Regions from separate parts of the Zea mays genome. Here region 2 is linked to region 1. The links are chromatin contacts, called in public Hi-C maps. All regions are on one chromosome and are shown on one strand. Each heading gives the region's core, a stretch centred on a gene start, on an enhancer-like site or on the middle of the called end of the contact. The rest is flanking DNA. Distances are from core to core; before and after follow the strand shown. Region 1 holds the start of LOC100272517 (ATP-dependent Clp protease proteolytic subunit). Region 2 holds the start of LOC100191396 (putative RING/U-box superfamily protein).

Region 1 (6,025 bases), core at 2,013-4,512:
TACTCCACATGTGTCCTCCTATCGACGATTGTGGTGTCAGTCCCGGGGAGGGGAGTTACCAATGTGCTGCCTCGACCGTCCCCGGGTCGTGCCGCCAGTCGAAGCCGTTGCCGACTCAACCCTGGTGGCCTGACTTCGTGCAGGGATGCCATGATCCCGGTCATACTCCTCTCGACGCCGGATCTCGTTTTCGTGTCGTCGTTTGCGCGAAGCATTGATGCAGCTCCGTGCGTCCCGTCGACTATTGATGGTGTGTCGTAGATCGCTCGGAGGATGAGCGAGAGGCAGGAGATGATTAGCTGCCCGAGTGAGCAGCCGCCGATAGCCCTCGGCATCTGGAGTCCGGGGGAGGCCATCGGCTATCCAAGCCAATACTCCACCGACCTCGCTTGGTGTGTTCATGGCTCGGGCGAAGTCGGGGTTCATGTTTCATCCGAAGAGAGGGTTCTCTCGATGCTGTCTCGCTTCCTGCTCGGCTTGCTCTTGAGCTTACCGACGATCACGTTGGTGGGAGTTCCTCCTTTCCCTGAAGACTCGTTCATCTAGAGTTTCTCCCACCTCCGAGATCTCGTCTCGCGATATAGGCTGCGCCGGATCTCGTTCTCCGGCTTCATGATGTCGCCGGACGTTACGGCGTCGGTTCCTTCGTCAGCGAGCTTCCCGCTGAGGTGGTTCTTCCCCAGACACATTTGGTTCGTCGTCGGAGATGGGGGACGATTCCACTCTCCCCCCGATGAAGAGGACGTTGGGGTAGAATGGAGTTGTCGTGACGACAAGCTTCTTTCTGTTCTCCTTTGAGGGCGGAGGTACCAGAAGGGCAGCTTGACGGGTCTTTGTTTCTTTTTTTCCTTGTAATCTGTGTCCATTTTTCCGTGGATGAGGTGGACAACGAGGTTCTCCGGGTGAATGAACTCTCTGCTCTTGGTTCGCAGGAGGCAGTCTTCGCTCGGAGCGCTGGAGGTTGCGCTATTTCCTTCTTCGTTCCGGCTTTCTCGGGGATTTTCAAGGAAGGCTTTTTCTCCGGCGGATCCGCTATACGATGTAGAGTCCCTTCTTCGTCTGCCACGAACGAGATGGTTCCGAAGCAGAACACAGATCCGGGGCGAAGAGCAATCTTGTGCTGAAGAGTGATGGCCATTGAGCTAACTTGGATCAGTGACACACCCCCTACCTGGCGCGCCAGCTGCCGGTGTTTTTGGGTAGGACGGTGTAACCGATTGTAGCTCGATGGTTTGTGCTGAGCGCATGAGAGACAGTAGACAATTTTCTATAGGTTCGGGCCGCTTAGAGAGGCGTAATACCCTACTTCCTAGTGTGGATCTTTATGTGGTGGGTTACAGGGGGATTCTCTAGTATGAGGGATGCTAGAGAATTGAGTAGATGGCTAATGAGTGACCTATTCTTTGATGGGGTGCCCTCTAGGCCTTATATACTCGACCATGGGGCGTTACATGCGGGTATGATAACTATGTGCTCCTAAGTAATAGTGAACCGACTGAACTTATCTCCCTATTATCCTGCCGACTTATCCTCGTTCAGTTTCGACGTCTGAGGGTGCTGCGCGGGAGAATCGGATCAATGCTGTGGATAACGTTTAAATCCATTGAGCCGCCTGGGCTCGAGTTGATCCAATCTTGCGCCGATCCATTCTGCCAGTGATTCCTCCCCTGGCCCACGAAGGGGTGGCCTTGCGAAATAATGGGCCCAGAGTCTTTCGCGGGCCTTCCAGCCTTCTAGTGGACCCGGGGGATATCTGTCCCCCACAGTAACAACCACGGAATATGAACAAAAGTTAAAAACAATCATTATGGCAATGGTATGCATAGATTTACAAATGCATAGATTAACTCATGTGTGATGAACTAACAGATGATGAATTTAGAAATGTATACATTAACATGATTTAGTTAAGAAGATATCTGATTCATCAAATAAAAACAGAAACTAAATTCATTGATGCTTAAAATAAAATAATATAAGTGGCCAACTGAATTCATTGATGCACTGGACAATAGATGATGGTACATACAGATCTTGTTTAATCACCACTTGAGGCACATACAATTCATTATAGCAAACACAGTAAAACATTGTAATGAAGACATGAAAATTTTTCTTACCACTGGAGCTCGAGAATCCATTTCATTGGTTGGTTCATCTCCAAAATCTTCAATGAGGACAGGGTCAATAGGTGCATAAATAGCAGATCGACCTCCACCATGACTACTAGTGCCTCTCCCCCTAACTCCACGGTAACCTCGAATTGCACCTCGGGCATGAGAAATAGGAGCTGAAATGGATCTGGTGGATTGAAATAGTGTGCGCGCTGATCTACCACGACCAAGAGGAGGCAAACCTAGGTCGGATCCACCATCACCTGACTGGAGAACATCTTGGTAGGATGAGAGATATGGAAAATCGGTACCCTGGGACTAGGAGTTCAGATCAAGAGCTTCAATGCGGCTGCGAGGTGCTGGAACGTTGATGCGCGGTGGCAGAGCAAACGACGACTGCGAGAAGGTGTCGAAGTCGTCGTCCTCGGGAGCTTCATGACCAGTGCGGTTCTTGGACGTCGATGAAGAGCAACCTTGGGATAAGAAGTCCCTGAAGTTGTGGTGGTTCTCCATCTTGCGACCGATGACGGAGAAGAAGGAGCGAGCGGCTGGTGGTCAGATGGGGAGCAAGCGGCTGGGGAGCAAGTTGGCGGTGGCCGGATGGGGAGAAGCTCTCGAGCGCGATGTCCACGAACCCGACGGCGCCGAAAAGGTGATATGACGGAGCGCGATGTCCCGTGGATCATCCCATGAATGGAGAACAAAATCATTGCCGAAGAAGGGTTTCCACCACGGGGACGACGACACCGACGGGACGACGACGACACGCGCCTCCACCACGGGGACAACGACGACACGCGCCTCCGCGGCCTTCTCCGCCGTGAAGAGGGGAGCGCGCGGTGAAGGCAGCACGCGTGGTGACGGGTTGTGGCGGCGTGAAGGGAGCGCGCGCGGGCTGTGGCGGCTAGGGTTTTTTTGCCGATGCAGCTCGAGAGCCGGGAGAGGAAATTTTGCTGTTTAGTCCCGTTTAGGAGCCCTTGGAGGGACTAGAGACTAAACTAGTTTAGACCCTTTATTAGTTCTTGTGTTTGAGGAATTAGAGACTAAAAAGAACTAAAAAGTAGGGACTAAAGATTAGTCCTATGGAACCAAGCAGAGCCTAAGTCGCACCGTCCAGGTGTCAACTGCAAGGGAAAACAAAGAGTGTGTGCTGTGTGTTATCCATTTCTTCTCCTCTCTGCTCTGTTCACTTCGTTCTAGTGGGGAGCGCCGCCGCTGCAGTTGCCGCCGCCACCAGAGCAGTCCACCTCGGTCTGATATGGCGACCGGGAGTGCAAGTGCCATCGCGTCCTTCTCCGTGGCGGCGGCAGCGGCTGCTGCTCTGCGCGTCAGGCGGCCATGCGCTCGCGCTTGCGCTTGGGCCCCCTCGCAGCGACCGCAGCAAGGGGCACTCGTCAGCCTCAAGCCTTGCGCCTCACTGGCACCACAAGCTCCTCTGTGGCGCGCGGAGTCGGATGCCGCGGGGGGTGGTGCCGGCGCCGGCGATGTCATGGGCCTCCTCCTCCGGGAGCGCATAGTCTTCCTCGGCAACGAGATCGAGGACTTCCTCGCGGACGCCGTCGTCAGCCAGCTCCTCCTCCTTGACGCCATCGACCCGGACTCTGACATCCGCCTCTTCGTCAACTCACCAGGGGGATCCCTTAGGTAAAGGTCTTGTATTCTTTCCCTAATTACAGACTTCCGTTTCAATCCTCATTATCTCTAATCCATTCATTCATCACCATGGACTACTCTTAATTTGTGTGCCTGCTTCATGTATATAGAGGCCCAATAGATTGACAACTTCTGTTAGTATGTTGGGGACTGATTACAAACCCATATCCCTGTCAAGATCGACATATTCTTACGATGTCTGCAGTCATCACTGTTTTTGGTGCAGCATTGCAATTTGCAGCACTAAATTGTTAAATGTAATCTCAACCGAACCAACCATGGATAAGTACACCGAAGAGATTACATTTAACACTCCTCCTCAATCATAACTTCCCTAGTTAAGATTGCGACAAAATTCCTGAAGCATGGTGGACATAGGGGTGGTAATGGGCCGCGATCCAAATGTTTTTTCACAATTTGTTAGGGCCCTAAATTATTTTTAGTTCAAAATGAATAGAAATAGAGCACAATCCTAATTCGATCCGATCCTTACATTTTATAGTGTAAAATTTAGAGCCCATTGTCAACCCTAGGTGGACGACAGTGCTTTGGTGAAACCATGTGCTAGTTGATCATGGGTCGATACTATTTGAACATCAAGCAACTTATGTGCAACTCTTTCTCGCACAAAGTGACAATTAACTTCTATATGTTTTGTTCTAGCATGGAACACTGGATTTGCAGACAAATAAGTAGCACCAAGATTGTCAACAACCTTGCTGTCTTTGGAGCGCTTAACTGCAACTCTTTGAGTAGAGTTCGTATCCGAATAATCTCTGCACTAGCATTTGCCGTAGCCTTATATTCTGTCTCGGTGCTTGACCTTGATACTGTATCCTGTTTTCTGGCACTCCAGGAAACTAAGTTAGCGCCCAAAAATATACAGAAACCACTAGTAGACCAGCGATCATCAACCGATCCTGCTCAGTCCGCATCAGAGAAAACACTAACGAGCATAGGCTGCGACTTGTGTAATTTTAATCCATAACCTGCAGTACCTCTGACATACCTGAGTATCCTTTTTACTGCTGTCCAATGTTCAGTACTAGGGGCATGAAGAAATTGACAAACTTTGTTTACTGGAAAAGACAGGTCTGACAGTGTCAAACTTAAATAATGTAGCGCCCTCACATTACTTCTAAAATGAGTAGCATCTTCTGTACCTAATGGTATACCAGATTCAATAGACATTTTTTCAGAAACCGCTAAAGGAGTATTATGTGCCTTGCACTGCATCATACCATCCCATTTTATGATATCTTGAGCATACTTTTCTTGTGACATAAATATATCAGCCTCACTTTTCTTTACTTCTATCCCAAGGACATAGTTAACTCTCCTAAGTCCTTTAACGCAAAATCTGATCTGAGATTGAGTAGAACTTGTGTAGCTTCTAATGAGGAGCTTGCTACTATGATTTCATCAACATATACTAATAAAAAAATCATGGTTCCATTCTTATTGTAGAAGAAAATAAATGTATCAGCCTTTGAAGGACTGAAGCCTAGTTCTTTTAATTTTGTGCTCAATCTAGAATACCAGGCCTTGGGAGCCTGTTTTAGACCATACAAGGCCTTATCAAGCTTGCATACATATTGAGAAGATTGTTTTCATGCCCAGGAGGTTGCCTCATGTATACTTCTTCCTCCAGAACGCCATGAAGAAACACATTCTGCACATCCAATTGCCGAAGACACCATCCCCTAGAGATAGCAACAAACAAAACAATTCTAATAGTAGTTGGTTTTACCACTGGGCTAAAAGTGTCTTCATAGTCAATACCATATATATGTTTAACCCCTTTTGCAACGAGACGGGCTTTATACCTGTCTATAGTTCCATCAAACTTTTTCTTAATTTTATATACCCACTTACAATCAACAATATATTTATTTCTCATTGCAGGTACTAGATGCCACATTTTATTCCTCATCAGGCCATTATACTCTTCATCCATATCATTTTTCCATCTTCTATCTCTTAAGGCCTATTCAACCTGCCGGTGTTTGACGTCGAGGAAGCGGCTACATAACAATGACGACAAGACGTAGCAAGGTTCGTAGTCGTGGCCCAGGCCCACCACATGTCATCTCACCCATGCAAGCTCATTTTGAGAGGTCTGTGCCCGGGCACGACGCGCAATCCACGCTCTCGTGCACCATTTGTGGCTCCATAGGACCCAGTTCTGGGGGTTGTGCCCTAGGCTCCAGAGCTGCGACACATGGCTCCACCTCTTGTGCAAATTCCACAACTACAGC
Region 2 (6,759 bases), core at 1,407-3,906, 320 kb before region 1:
GTGGCCGGTGCCGGATGCCGTGGGACTGGCAGGTCGACCAGCTCGTGTACATCGTGTCCGGGGAGGTGAAGGTCATCCCCGCCGGCGCTGTCCACGGCGACGACTACATGCACTTCGTGGCCGGGGATCTGGTCAGGTACCCGCGCTGGTTCGAGGCCGACCTCTACTTCGACGGCCCGTACGAGGAGCGCTACCGGTTTCTCGCCTACGGAGACGACAACTAGTTAGTACATCTGCATTTCAAGCAGCTTTGCCTAGACCCTAGAGTATCCATCTACCGGCAATGCATGCGTTGTAATGTTCCTCTGTAATGTATTGGTGTGGCGTAGTCAGGCACCGAAATAAACCAATCATTCCAATGTTTGCGAATTTTATTATATAACTTATTAGTTCCTCCAAACTTCTAAATTGGCTATGATACGCGTGCAAGAGAAATAAACTGTTTCTTAATTCCAACATTATAGCATACTACAAATATTTGAATACTCATGCTTCTTGATACAATTGCTTAGACAGTTTCAGCACTGCCGCCAGCATCAATTTTTTTGCCTGCACCCGCGGAGTTCAGCAACTTAACCAGAATACTATATTTAACAGATACTTTGTGGATGATGGTACTAAAAATAAGTAACATTAACCAGGCATAACAATTCAGGGGAAACGGAGAGAAGATGTTTGACAAGGTGCCAATAGCCACAGGCTACAAAAGGATTAATAATACGAGAGAAACAAAGAAAAAAAATGGAAGACAAAGGATTAAGTTTGTTTATCTCATCAGTTATCGCTCCTATTTCGAAGCATGTCCCAACATCACTATCAGTTGTAATTTGTCCTCTGTCTTCTGGTACCCTGAATCCCTCCTCTTCCACCACCTGAATTCGAGTTCATGTTGCTTCCACCACCTGAGTTTGAGTTCAGGTTGCTTCCACCACCTGAATTCGAGTTCAGGTTGCTTCTTCCTCTTCTCCCAGTCCAGCCACCGTTGGGCCGAAAAGCAGCGCCTGCACTAATGTTAGAACTGCCACCGTTCTGAAGGTAGAAATGACTGGTATCCTCGATCACCATTTCATCAGCGCCTGAGTGATTTGCTGATGCCCTTGCGCGATTACGGTGCCGGCGCCGTCCCCTGTTATTATGAGGTCTCACGCCAGAGTAGCCAAACTCTTGCTGATGATAGATGCTGGTGGCAGTGCCAAGAATGTTGTCCCTAATATTGATCATACCAGCATGTGCTTGTGAAGAGCTGGGATTGCTGGCCTCAGTCCCAGCAGAAGCAAACAACGTAGCACCCGCCAAATGGTAGTCATATTCATAATCATCATCATCGAAATCAATAGTGCCATCATAATCATCCATGTCCAAGTCTTGGGTGCCGGGAGTTATGAGGTCCAAAGGATCAATGCCGTTGTTCACAAGATCCATGTCCCATTCATGCCCGTCGTCATCATCAAACACCGTGGGGTGGGAGAAAGTTGGCAGCAGCAGCTGCTCGGTGGAGTGCTCTCCTCTGGCTGCAGCGGCCAAGCCAAGGCCTATGAATTCAAAAACATTGGGAGGATGGAAAATTGGCAGCTGTTGTTGTTGCTGCCTTGTGCTCTCTACTCTGGCTCCAGTGGGCCTTGGGGGAGCGTTGTCCACAGAGGCTGCGGATCCACCACGCCCATAGATGGGTATGATAGCATCATCAGCTACCTGACCCTTGCAGACAGGGCACTCACGGTGGTGAGAATGGACATGGAGCCACTGATAGAGGCACTCCCAGCAGAAGAGATGGCCGCACCTGGTGACCACAGGTTCAGCGGCCATGTCAAAGCAGACGTTGCACTCAAAGTTGGCAGCGCTGCGGTTAGCCTTGTCGTCAGGCTCCCTGGTATCTGTTGAACCCGCGGTTCCCGAGGCGGAAGACTTGTCCGCTGAGATGGAACGAGTAAGGTACCGGTGGCGGCTGGATGTGGAGGAGGCCGCCTGTAGCTCCGATAGAGAGACAGGCGCGGAGTCACGATGAACGGCATCCACACGGCGGTAGCGATGGTGAGGCTGCGGGGGCGGCCACCCCCTTGACCTGCCTCCTCTCCACCTGCCGCTACCTCCGCCTCCGCCGCTGGTACCTCCATGGATCATGTCATTGGTGGAATTAGTAGTATAGCGGGGTGTCGTGAAGCCTCTTCCTCCTGATCCTCGGCCGCCGCTGCCGGTGGAATCGGTCCAGCCGGCCATGGAATCGAATCGGAAATCGTTAAAGAAAAACCTAGGGAAGAGAAACAAGATTCGTTAGAGCTGAGCTGAGGTGAACACGAAACATCTAAGCCTAAAAAGGAAATTATGTTGTGGTGTAATCTGCGCGTATACGTATCCTCCATCCATCTGCCTGCTTACGTGGTGATCGAGGAGGAGGGATGCGGGGGATTAGGGTTCGGAGATTGGGGGTACTAAATTAGATTTTTGGAATCGAGGAGCAATAAAAGAAAAGGGGATCAAGGAGGAGAAGGTACGAACCGGGGGACAGTCGCCGATGGCCGGGGTCAGCGGCAATCGGTTGGCCGATGAAGATGAAGAGGAGGGACGAGAATGACGCAGCGGGCGCTCGGCGGAAGAGGGAAGGCAGGCGTCGTACTCCGCCTCCGTCTCGGTTTGGTTCCCTTCCCACACCGAGAGCCGAGAGGACCGGACGAGGCAGGGAGGCGACCGCTCGAGGCCGGCTGTTTCTATAGGCGTGACTTCTGGGCCGCGCTAAAAGTCCGAGCACGACAAGGCCCGAAGCTGGCGGCAAGCTAGGCCAGGTACGCCACGATATATGAGTTAGGTATTGGCCGACCATCAATCCTAATATACGGTATAATACTGTCTCCAGCAATGTCCTCTACATATATCCTCTATATCCATTATTTATAATTTTTTTTAAAAGATTCTATCTCCTATATCTACTTCCTCTCCAACAACATCTTCTAAATTACGTCATCTATATGTAAATACCTATATTAAAAACATTTTTTAATTTTTAATTTTTATACATATGTATTTATCGTACTCTCAAATGTATTGTACATATTTTAGTTTTACTAAACCGGTTGTTTAAAATATTCAAATAAATAGAGAACCGTTTAGAGAAACTCTATATATAGAGGATCCAGCAGCGTCCTCTAAATTTATAGGACCGTTTAGAGGACGCTGCTAGAGGGAGTAGAGGACGTCCTCATCCTCTAAATTTAGGGTACAGGACCCTTTAGCTCCTTGTTGGAGCTAGTCTAAGACATAGCCCCTGTAACTAAATCTGTTAAAGCACACCAGGTGACACGTCTCATTAAAGGCACGACCCAATAAAAGAAAAGTCCATTTAATATGTCGACCTATATAAGTTGTTTTGTGTCTAGGGATGTGTTGGGATAAAGGCTGACCTGGCCCTCGGTCACCAAAGCGAAGTCAACACTAACCGTTGACTAACTGTAACGCTGCAGGTGATTAGAGACTTCAACGACATCGGTCATCGGCTAGCGGGCGTGGGAGTCCTCGACCCATCTTGAGGAACGAGACGTTTGGAAACAAGAAGCCTTCGCCAAGGCGCAGTCGTAACAAAAACTGGCGAAAGACGTGAAGGCTCCTCCGGGTGAAGGCTACGAGCGTGGTAGACTTGCTTGTCCAAGTCGCGGGCCCGTAGTGACAACGGGTGGGGCCCATTTGTCAATGTAATTAGCGGGTACATTTGCAAGTGCACATAACCAGAGGGGGCTGCGGGACTGTAATTACCCCGTTGTATAGTCCGTGTTGTAAAAAACGACCGTTAACTAGGGGCAGTGGCGTACTTTGGACCACCTACCCTGTACGGCCCTATAAATACCCCCATCATGTAGCGAGATGGGCACGCATAACGAGAAGTTACTGTTGTATGTTGTTTGCCTTATCGTGCACCTGAGCTCTCTCCCACTGTCTCTAAGTGTTTGGGTCCACCTGATAGTGCGCCAGCGCGTGTCAGTGCCCAACATTTGGCTCACATCGTTTATGCGATGAAGACTACTCCCATATTGCCTCACGAAAAGAACACATGTCCTAGCTCACCACCGAACGACGACGAGACCAAGGTAGCCCTCGCTGCCAACAAGGGCAAGCTTGCCCTTGTCACTAAGCATTCCCCACCACATAACCCGAAGGCCACCACTGATCCGTAGGGCGAGGGCCACGTCACAAAACAAAAACAACTAGCCATCTCCACCGATCAAGTGGGCGAAGTCCACACCACTAGTTCAGAAAACTCATGGGACCCCCTCCTAAACCCAAAGAGTCAACCCTACCAAGCTAAAGTTTGGCCAGACCTGACGAAGAACATGCCTCCGGTCCTGTCGGCGTTTCAAACCCGGGGGGTCCATGGACCGACGAGTAAATTGTCGCCGCGTGCCCCAGCCCAGATGTGTCGGCGCGAGACGGAGCGCGAAGGGGGGAAGAGAAGCCGGAGGGAGACAGGCGTGAGAGGTGAAACCCGCGGCCTTCGTGTTTGTCCCGCGCCCAAGTCGGGTGCGCTTGCAGTAGGGGGTTACAAGCGTCCACGCGGGAGGGAGCGAGCGGCCCTGCGCGAGCGCCGTCCCGTCCTTCTCCGCGCGGCCAACCCTCTGTAAGAGGGCCCTGGACCCTCCTTTTATAGGCGTAAGGAAAGGATCCAGGTGTACAATGGGGGGTGTAACAGTGTGCTAACGTGTCTAGCGGAGGAGAGCTAGTGCCCTAAGTACATGCCGTCGTGGCAGCCGGAGAGGTTTTGGCACCCGGTTCGTGTGGTGTCGTGGCTGTCGGAGGAGCGCTAGAGCCTGGCGGAAGAACAGCTGTCGGGGCTGTCGGGTCCTCGCTGACGTCCTCTTGCTTCCGTAAGGGGGCTAAGAGCCGCCGTCGTCATGGAGCATGCGGGGCGCCATCATTACTTGTTTAGCGGAGCGAGCCAGATGGGACGCCGGTCTTGTTCCCCGTAGCCTGAGTCAGCTTGAGGTAGGGTAATGATGGCGCCTCCTGTGACGTGGTCGGTCCGAGCCCTAGGTTGGGCGAGGTGGAGGCTCCTCCGAGGTCGAGGTCGAGTCTGTCTTCCAAGGCCGAGGTCGAGTCCGAGCCCCTGGGTCGGGCGAGGCGGAGACCGTCGGCTGAGGCCAGGGCTGAGTCCGAGCCCTGGGGTCGGGCGAAGCGGAGTTCGTCGTCTTCCGAGGCTGAGCCCGAGTCCAAGCCCTGGGGTCGGGCGAAGCGGAGTTCGTCGTCTTCCGGGGCTGAGCCCGAGTCCGAGCCCTGGGGTCGGGCGAAGCAGAGTTCATCGTCTTCCGGGGCTGAGCCCGAGTCCGAGCCCTGGGGTCGGGCGAAGCGGAGTTCGTCGTCTTCTGGGGCTGAGCCCGAGTCCGAGCCCTGGGGTCGGGCGAAGCGGAGTTTCCTATGGCGCCTGAGACCGGACTTGGCTGCTGTCAGCCTCACTCTGTCGAGTGGCGCAGCAGTCAGAGCGGCGCAGGCGGCGCTGTCCTCTTGTCAGGCCGGTCAGTGGAGCGGCGAAGTGACTACGGTCACTTCGGCTCTGTCAACTGGAGGGCGCGCGTCAGGATAAAGGTGTTAGGCCACCTTTGCATTAAATGCCCCTGCGATTTGGTCGGTTGGCGTGGCGATTTGGCCAAGGTTGCTTCTTGGTGAAGACTGGGCCCTCAGGCGAGACGTAAATCCTCCGGGGTCGGCTGCCCTTGCCCGAGGCTGGGCTCGGGCGAGGTGTGATCGCGTCCCTCGAATGGACCGATCCTTGACTTAGTCTCACCCATCAGGCCTTTGCAGCTTTGTGCTGATGGGGGTTACCAGCTGAGATTTAGGAGTCTTGAGGGTACCCCTAATTATGGTCCCCGACAGTAGCCCCCGAGCCTCGAAGGGAGTGTTAATACTCGCTTGGAGGCTTTTGTCGCACTTTTTTGCAAGGGGACCAGTCTTTCTTGGTTGCATTTTGTTCCGGTTAGTGTGTTTCGCCACGCTTCGGCTGGTCTGGTTGTTACCTCATGCGAGCTGGCCGTAGCCCGGGTGCACGGTCGGGTCCCAAGTTCTCGGGCTGGTACGTTGACGCTGTCAACGGTTTGGCCGGAGCCGGGTTTGCGAGAGCAGCCCCCGAGCCTCTGCACAGGGCGAGAGGATGGTCAAGGACAGACTCGACTTTTTTACATACGCCCCTGCATCACCTTTCCGCAAGGAGGAGGGGGGAAAGCGCCATGTTGCCCTTGGAGGGCGCCGAACATGGTGTCTCCAGCGAGCTGCTGACGGGTAATCCGAGTGGACGCCCGTGCCCCATTTGTTAGGGGTCGGCTAGAGGCCCGGAGGCGCGCTCCAAAAGTACCTGCGGGTGATCTGCCGGACCCGGTCCCCTTTTGACGGGGTCCGAGGGCTCGATGCCTCCCTCTGATGGGATTCCGTTACACGATCGTTCCCGCTGGTCTCGGAAATGTCCTAGGGTACCTCGGGAGCGTAGCCCGAGCCTTGGTTATGTATCGAACGTACCCAGGGTCATCCCTTGCTCTGCGTCTGAGGCGGCTGTGAACCCTTCGAGGGCCAGCCTACAAACCCCTGATCAGTAGTGGGCGCGGAGCCCGAGTGGCCTGAGGCGGCCTGACCGATCTGGCTCCCCGGAAGGTCCTCAAGACGGCGTCGGCCTTCGCAGCCGCTGCCGCGCCGGGCCTCGCCGGCCAGCTGACCTTCTTGCAAGATGCCCCACAGCGGGGGGCTCAGGCGGCTCCAGTTGTCGTGGAGCGAGTTCCCGAGGCTGGCTCT

What was found. A called contact is a pair of places that touch in the nucleus more often than the background predicts.
Region 2: a contact with region 1 is called in a Hi-C map of ear, with 5 times the contacts expected there. The contact joins the promoter of LOC100191396 here to the promoter of LOC100272517 in region 1. A contact is called at or near these places in 12 of 25 Hi-C or Micro-C datasets (bundle sheath, ear, leaf and 4 more) and 1 of 3 datasets of contacts at active chromatin or transcription factors (leaf).

What each region holds. Positions count from the first base shown.
Region 1 is chr1:107,804,647-107,810,671 of Zm-B73-REFERENCE-NAM-5.0, reverse strand. LOC100272517 (ATP-dependent Clp protease proteolytic subunit) reads left to right here and starts at 3,262. Exons shown (of 2, transcript NM_001146986.1): 1 at 3,262-3,758. The coding sequence starts at 3,373.
Region 2 is chr1:108,122,943-108,129,701 of Zm-B73-REFERENCE-NAM-5.0, reverse strand. LOC100191396 (putative RING/U-box superfamily protein) reads right to left here and starts at 2,656. Exons shown (of 1, transcript NM_001136830.1): 1 at 614-2,656. The coding sequence starts at 2,217. The coding sequence ends at 817. LOC100277516 (plastid transcriptionally active 18) reads left to right here. Exons shown (of 1, transcript NM_001151050.1): 1 at 1-454. The coding sequence ends at 224.